Linked DNA regions of Podarcis muralis: region 1 is linked to region 2. A link is a contact called in public Hi-C data. All regions are on one chromosome and are shown on one strand. Each heading gives the region's core, a stretch centred on a gene start, on an enhancer-like site or on the middle of the called end of the contact. The rest is flanking DNA. Distances are from core to core; before and after follow the strand shown. Region 1 holds the start of VAPA (VAMP associated protein A). Region 2 holds the start of RALBP1 (ralA binding protein 1).

The links. A called contact is a pair of places that touch in the nucleus more often than the background predicts.
Region 1: a Hi-C map of blood shows a contact between it and region 2, with 2.9 times the contacts expected there. The contact joins the promoter of VAPA here to the promoter of RALBP1 in region 2. A contact is called at or near these places in 2 of 3 Hi-C or Micro-C datasets (blood and tail).

Annotation. Positions count from the first base shown.
Region 1 is chr8:48,969,220-48,971,919 of rPodMur119.hap1.1, forward strand. VAPA (VAMP associated protein A) reads left to right here and starts at 1,410. Exons shown (of 7, transcript XM_028737362.2): 1 at 1,410-1,992. The coding sequence starts at 1,917.
Region 2 is chr8:48,832,677-48,835,376 of rPodMur119.hap1.1, forward strand. RALBP1 (ralA binding protein 1) reads left to right here and starts at 1,395. Exons shown (of 10, transcript XM_028737361.2): 1 at 1,395-1,671.

The DNA of each region.
Region 1 (2,700 bases), core at 160-2,659, 140 kb after region 2:
GTGTGTTTGCACTTAACCACACCAGCATTCTCTATGATTTGGTGATATGTTTCCTGTTCTGCTGTATACATTCTAGTGGAGCTTTCCACTGAGCACTACTGCAAGACTTTCTTTTAAGTAAACAAGCATAGGACTGTGGTTAACATGTCATGCATCCTGAGCAAGACTCATAATTCCTGTACCTAAACAAATATTGGCACAATTGTCTTTTGAGTTCAGATGCTTGTAACTGAACAATTTCTAGTCAGTTACTTCATTTTAGTGGCTGCCCTAAGATCTGTTCTTTTCTCTCTTCTTTTCCAGGGTTCCCTGTACAATTGGGTACGTCAACATCTATATTTTGTTCTCATTGTGACAACATATATTCATTTTAAATGTGACACATTGATTGTAATTCTACTATGTCTGCAATGGGTGTGCCAATGCTTTTATTATTCCTCATACAGTATATTTTTATTACCACTGCAGTTTAATTCTGATGTGCTCCCCACCATATATTCCAAGTGATAGCTGCTTATCAATAAAAATATGTGGAATTGCTTGGAATTTTATATATTTTCAGATAATTCTGTTATCAGTATTTCCACACCCACACCCTTGTGCCAACCTCAATTAGAGGGTCAAGGTCTCAAGGTGCAAAAAACACTTTGCCAAGGGAAACTGGGCAAAGATAGTGAGCAGGCTTATTCTGCTAAACAGATTGTGCGATCTTTGCAAATTTATAGCCAGACCAGCAATATTTACGGTGGTAAAAATAACAAAGCAAGCGTTATTGAAAGAACTCAAGTGAAAAATAAATAAATCCAGTTTTCCTTTCTTTCTGATCCTCAGCGCAAAACATGTTATCTGTTTCGAATTTAACATTAAGTATTTAACCCGGCCACTCCTGCCACACGGGGGCAATTAAATGTCCCCAGCACTCAATGTACAGAGGGAACAGAGACTCGGACGCGCTACCTTTCTAACCCAATTCAACTCCGTTTCTCCTTTGTTTGGCGACTACAACTCCCAGCATGCAACGTCCAGAGAACTAGAGAGCGATGCATGCTGGGAACCAACAGTTCCCAGCCCGCCTCCTTTTCCGCTGTTGGAGACTCCCGATGCTTTAACCCTTTGGTGTCATTTTCTCCTTCCGGTTTGCCCCGAGTACCACACTGTATCCCCCCCCCCCACCTCCTCCGGAGGGGAGAATTCCTTTTTGACTGCCAAAAACCCAAACTTGTGGCGCCTTCAGGGCGCGCGTGACAGCTCCCCCCCCCCCATCCCGGCCCACGTGAGAGGAGGAGGAGGAGGAGGCCCACGTCTAGCGACCAGACCTGTCAACCGACCAGGGGGCGGGGGGGGTGGGGGAAGAGGGACGAGCAGGCGGAGACTCGAAGCGGCGTTGGTGTTATGTGTCTTCGCGCGTGGCCGTGCGTGCGTGCGCGCGCACGGGCCTGCCTGCCTGCCTTTCTCCCCATAGGCTGACGTGCGGGTGCCAGAGCTTGAGGCGGCCGCTGCCCTCGCGCCCGTGCCGTCGTCGGCGTCGAACGCAGTGCGCTGGGCAGCCGCGCGGGGGGTTCCTCACAGAGCGAGCCAAGTCCTTAACGGGAGAAGAAGGGGGGAAGGAAAGCGGGCAAGAAGAAAGCTGAGGCGGCGGCGGAGAGAGAGATAGAGTTTGTGAGAGAGAGAGAGAGAGAGAGAGAGAGGAGGAAGGAAGGCGGCGCGCGCGCCTCTCTGTCCGCGCGCGCCTCTAGAGGGAGCAAGGAGGAGGAGGAGGCGGCGGGCGCTGCTGCTGCTACGACTGCTACTCCTCGGTCGGCGTCCCTTCCCTTCTCTCCTTCCTCCCTCCCTCCCTCCCCGACCGGAGTGTCCTCCCTTTACCTACCCACCCTCTCCGCCTCCTCCTCCCGGACTGAGCGAGCGAGGGAGCAGCGATGGCGGCCGCCGGGGCTCTCTCCAAGCACGAACAGATCCTGGTCCTCGATCCGCCCACCGACCTCAAATTCAAAGGTACGAGAGAGCGAGAGCGGGCGGAGGAGCAGGAATCCTTCCCAATGGGTGGGGGAGGGCAGCGGCGGCGATGCCCAAAAGGGTGGACGGGGAAAGGCAACTCTTTCCTCCCCCGCCCGGCGCCGTGTTTAGCGGTGGGGCTGAGAGATGTGGGGCGGGGAGCGGAGCGGGCGGCAAGAAGGCCTGGCCCAGCCGCCCTCCTTCCGCGGAGATTCGGGTGGGAGGTTTGAATCGGGAGGGACGGGACGAGGCGTCGCCGTCGCCATCTTGCTCTCTCCTCCTGTCTTCTCCCGCCCCGGTTCGCCGTCGGTGTGCGGTGCTGAGGCGGGAGCCTCTCTAACCTCCCCCGCTTCCCCGACCTCCTCGCGTCACCCTGAGCAGCGGGCTTGGCCGGCCCCAGTTACGGCTCCATCCGCCGGCGGAGGGCGAGAGAGGGAAGCTGGCCTGGCGAGTCTGCGGAGCCGGCCTTAGGCGCTGCCAGCTCCTCCGCCCCTCCCCGGGCTCCTCTTCCGCAGCGCAGCCTGGACCAGGCCCTGCTTGGGCCAAATCTCCTCTTGGCCGGCCACCAGCTCGCCGCTGTCAGAGGAGTGCGGGGACGGCTTTCGCGCCACCCGTGTTTCCACGAGAGGCTCAAGATGCGGCTGGGCAGCCCTTGTATAAGATGGGGGAGGGGGAAACGCTGCACGTTTCCTACATTTCCAGGCGGCG
Region 2 (2,700 bases), core at 145-2,644:
TAATTAATTAATTAATTGTAAATATTGAGGCAGAAATTAAATGACTTTCATATAATCGGATTAACAAAGGTGAGTCCTGAATAAGGATTGCATCTCAATGGTAATTTTGGAACCACTGTCCTATACAGAAAGGATTGAAATACTTATGACTATGAATGAATCATGACCAAATCCATTAAATGGCAGGTGTCTTCAACTTTCATACCCTTTCTTTCAACCTTTATTCTCTTCATTAATTTATAAAACTGGCTGGGAGCTGTACTGTACAACAGGAGACTGGTTGAATGTTGTATGAGCTTACTAATTATAAGAAACAGGGTGGGAGGCTGTTCCTGAAATAACTAGATCCAGATTACAGTGTAGCTGAAAGGGACAGAGATCTCACCATACTGAATTACATAAGAAACCTATGTAGCTTAACATGTTCTTGTCCATTTGCTAAGATCGGAAATGAGAGGTGTGTTATTGTGTACCTGTTGGCCAAAGAGACTACTGTCTTTTCTGTGCACAATTACTTAGGAATAAGGCACATTGACAGAACTGGAAATTACTTTTGAGCAAGCATGAATAGGACTGCACTGCACATAAACTTCTTATTGTGGACCAGCCTATTATTTACATTCATGCCCAGATGGATCCTGAGAAGTTATTTCTCCTTGAAATGCTAGTAAATGCCCAAATGAGTTGTGAGCTATAGTCTTTCTTAGACATATTACATTTTTTCACTTACTTTGTTCATCTCTACCCTGCTTGTCCTTGTTCTTTTGTTTAAGGTGAATTCTGGATTACCTTACATTTGGAATCTCTAGTTACAGATGGGTAGCCGTGTTGGTCTGCCATAGTCAAAACAAAAAAGAAATCCTTCCAGTAGCACCTTAAAGACCCAACTAAGTTAGTTCTTGGTATGAGCTTTCGTGTGCATGTGTATCTGAAGAAGTGTGCATGCACACGAAAGCTCATACCAAGAACTAACTTAGTTGGTCTTTAAGGTGCTACTGGAAGGATATTTTTTTGTTTGGAATCTCTAGTTACTGGTGCCCATTGAAATTTGAAGGGTGGAAGGAAGACCAACAATAGGTAGAGCCAAATCCAGTGACAGGCAGAGCAAATTCTAATTTTGTTAAAGCGAATTATACCACAGAGGAACGGACACCACTTGGGCGTAAATTTAACGTTAATTCGGACGCCTATGCAATGCGCATGCGTGCTCCTGGCTCAAACCATCGCTTGCACCCCCCCTCATAAGACTACATCTCCCAAAATGCATCAAACAAAAAAAAAAGGGCAGGCGGGACTTTCTACCCGTTATATAAAAATAGGGAGAACAAGTGCGCAGGCGCATGCTCCCTTCTCCGCTCCTCTTGGGTAGCTTGCTCCCTCAGCTACTACGACAGCCCCTCCCTGTGCGTCATGCGCGTGCGCTGCCTAATTCCGGCCTCTGCCCTCGATAGCCAAAGGGCTGCAAGAAACAGGCCGGAGAAGCGGGGGGGAGGAGGAGAGAAGGGCGCTCGCGCATGCGCCTCCAAACTGCCTCCTTCTGTTCCCTATACCCGACCTTGTAAGCGGGCGGCGAGGGGATGGGGCGCGGAGCGGGGCCCGGGTGAGGCCGAAGAGGAGCCAAGCTCAGCACAGCCGTCCTGCCAGCGACGGGCTCCCCACCCACCCGCTCAGGTCAGTGCTGGAGCCATGCTCATGCGCGTGAGGGCTCCCCACCCGACCCGGTTCTCCCTCACATCAGCTCCGTTGCCTCCGAGAAGGGGGTGAGGGAGGGAAATGTGGCCGAGCCTGTGGGAGAAGGGCATTAACTGAAGCGCTCTCTGAGGCGCGCATGCGCTAGTATGCCTGTGCAGCGCCCCCTAGCGCCTGGGGGCGCCTTGTGACTGAGGCCCGGTTGGGTCTCAGGCTGCCACTCCCTTTTTCTCCTCAGGATTGCTGAATGGGGTGTTGGCATATTGGCACACCCTGCGGGTGGGATGCAAGCAACGTCGACATTATCAACCACTTTGAGGTTTTTTTTTGGGGGGGGGGTTGCACTCAAGCGGTGTATAAATTTTATGAAATAAATAAATACTCTGCAACAAGTGGTTCAGGTTGCAATCCTATGCACGCTTAACATGTTAAAAAGGCCCTTTGCATGTAGTGGGGTTAACCTCTGAGTAAATGTGTGTTGTCCGAGTATCTTCCACTCACCATCATTCCCCCCACCCACTTTTGCCTGCTAAATGCTCCCGGTGACTACTTATGTGGACTCTCTTAATGCATAAACATGCCCCTTTGAGACTATGGCAGGATGGTTAAAATATAACTAATTAATGATGTTAAACTGCAACCAGCCAGCCCCCATTCACAAGCATCCTGTTTGTAGGATCAAATAAACTTATGAAATGGGAACACAGTGGTAACTATTGTGATTCAGGATGCATTTATGTAATGGTTTTTCTTTTTGGGGGAGTAACTGTTGCAGTCTTCCATGTACCCTTTCTTGGTTACTTAGATGTGCAAAAATAAACAGGGATTTAATTTTTTTTAAAAAAGGATTACAGAAGCTCATATACCGTATTTTTCGCCCCATAGGACGCACTTTTCCCCCTCCAAAAATGAAGGGGAAATCTGGGTGTGTCCTATGGAGCGAATGCAGGCTTTCGCTGAAGCTTGGAGAGCGAGAGGGTCGGTGCGCACCGACCCCTCTCGCTCTCCAGG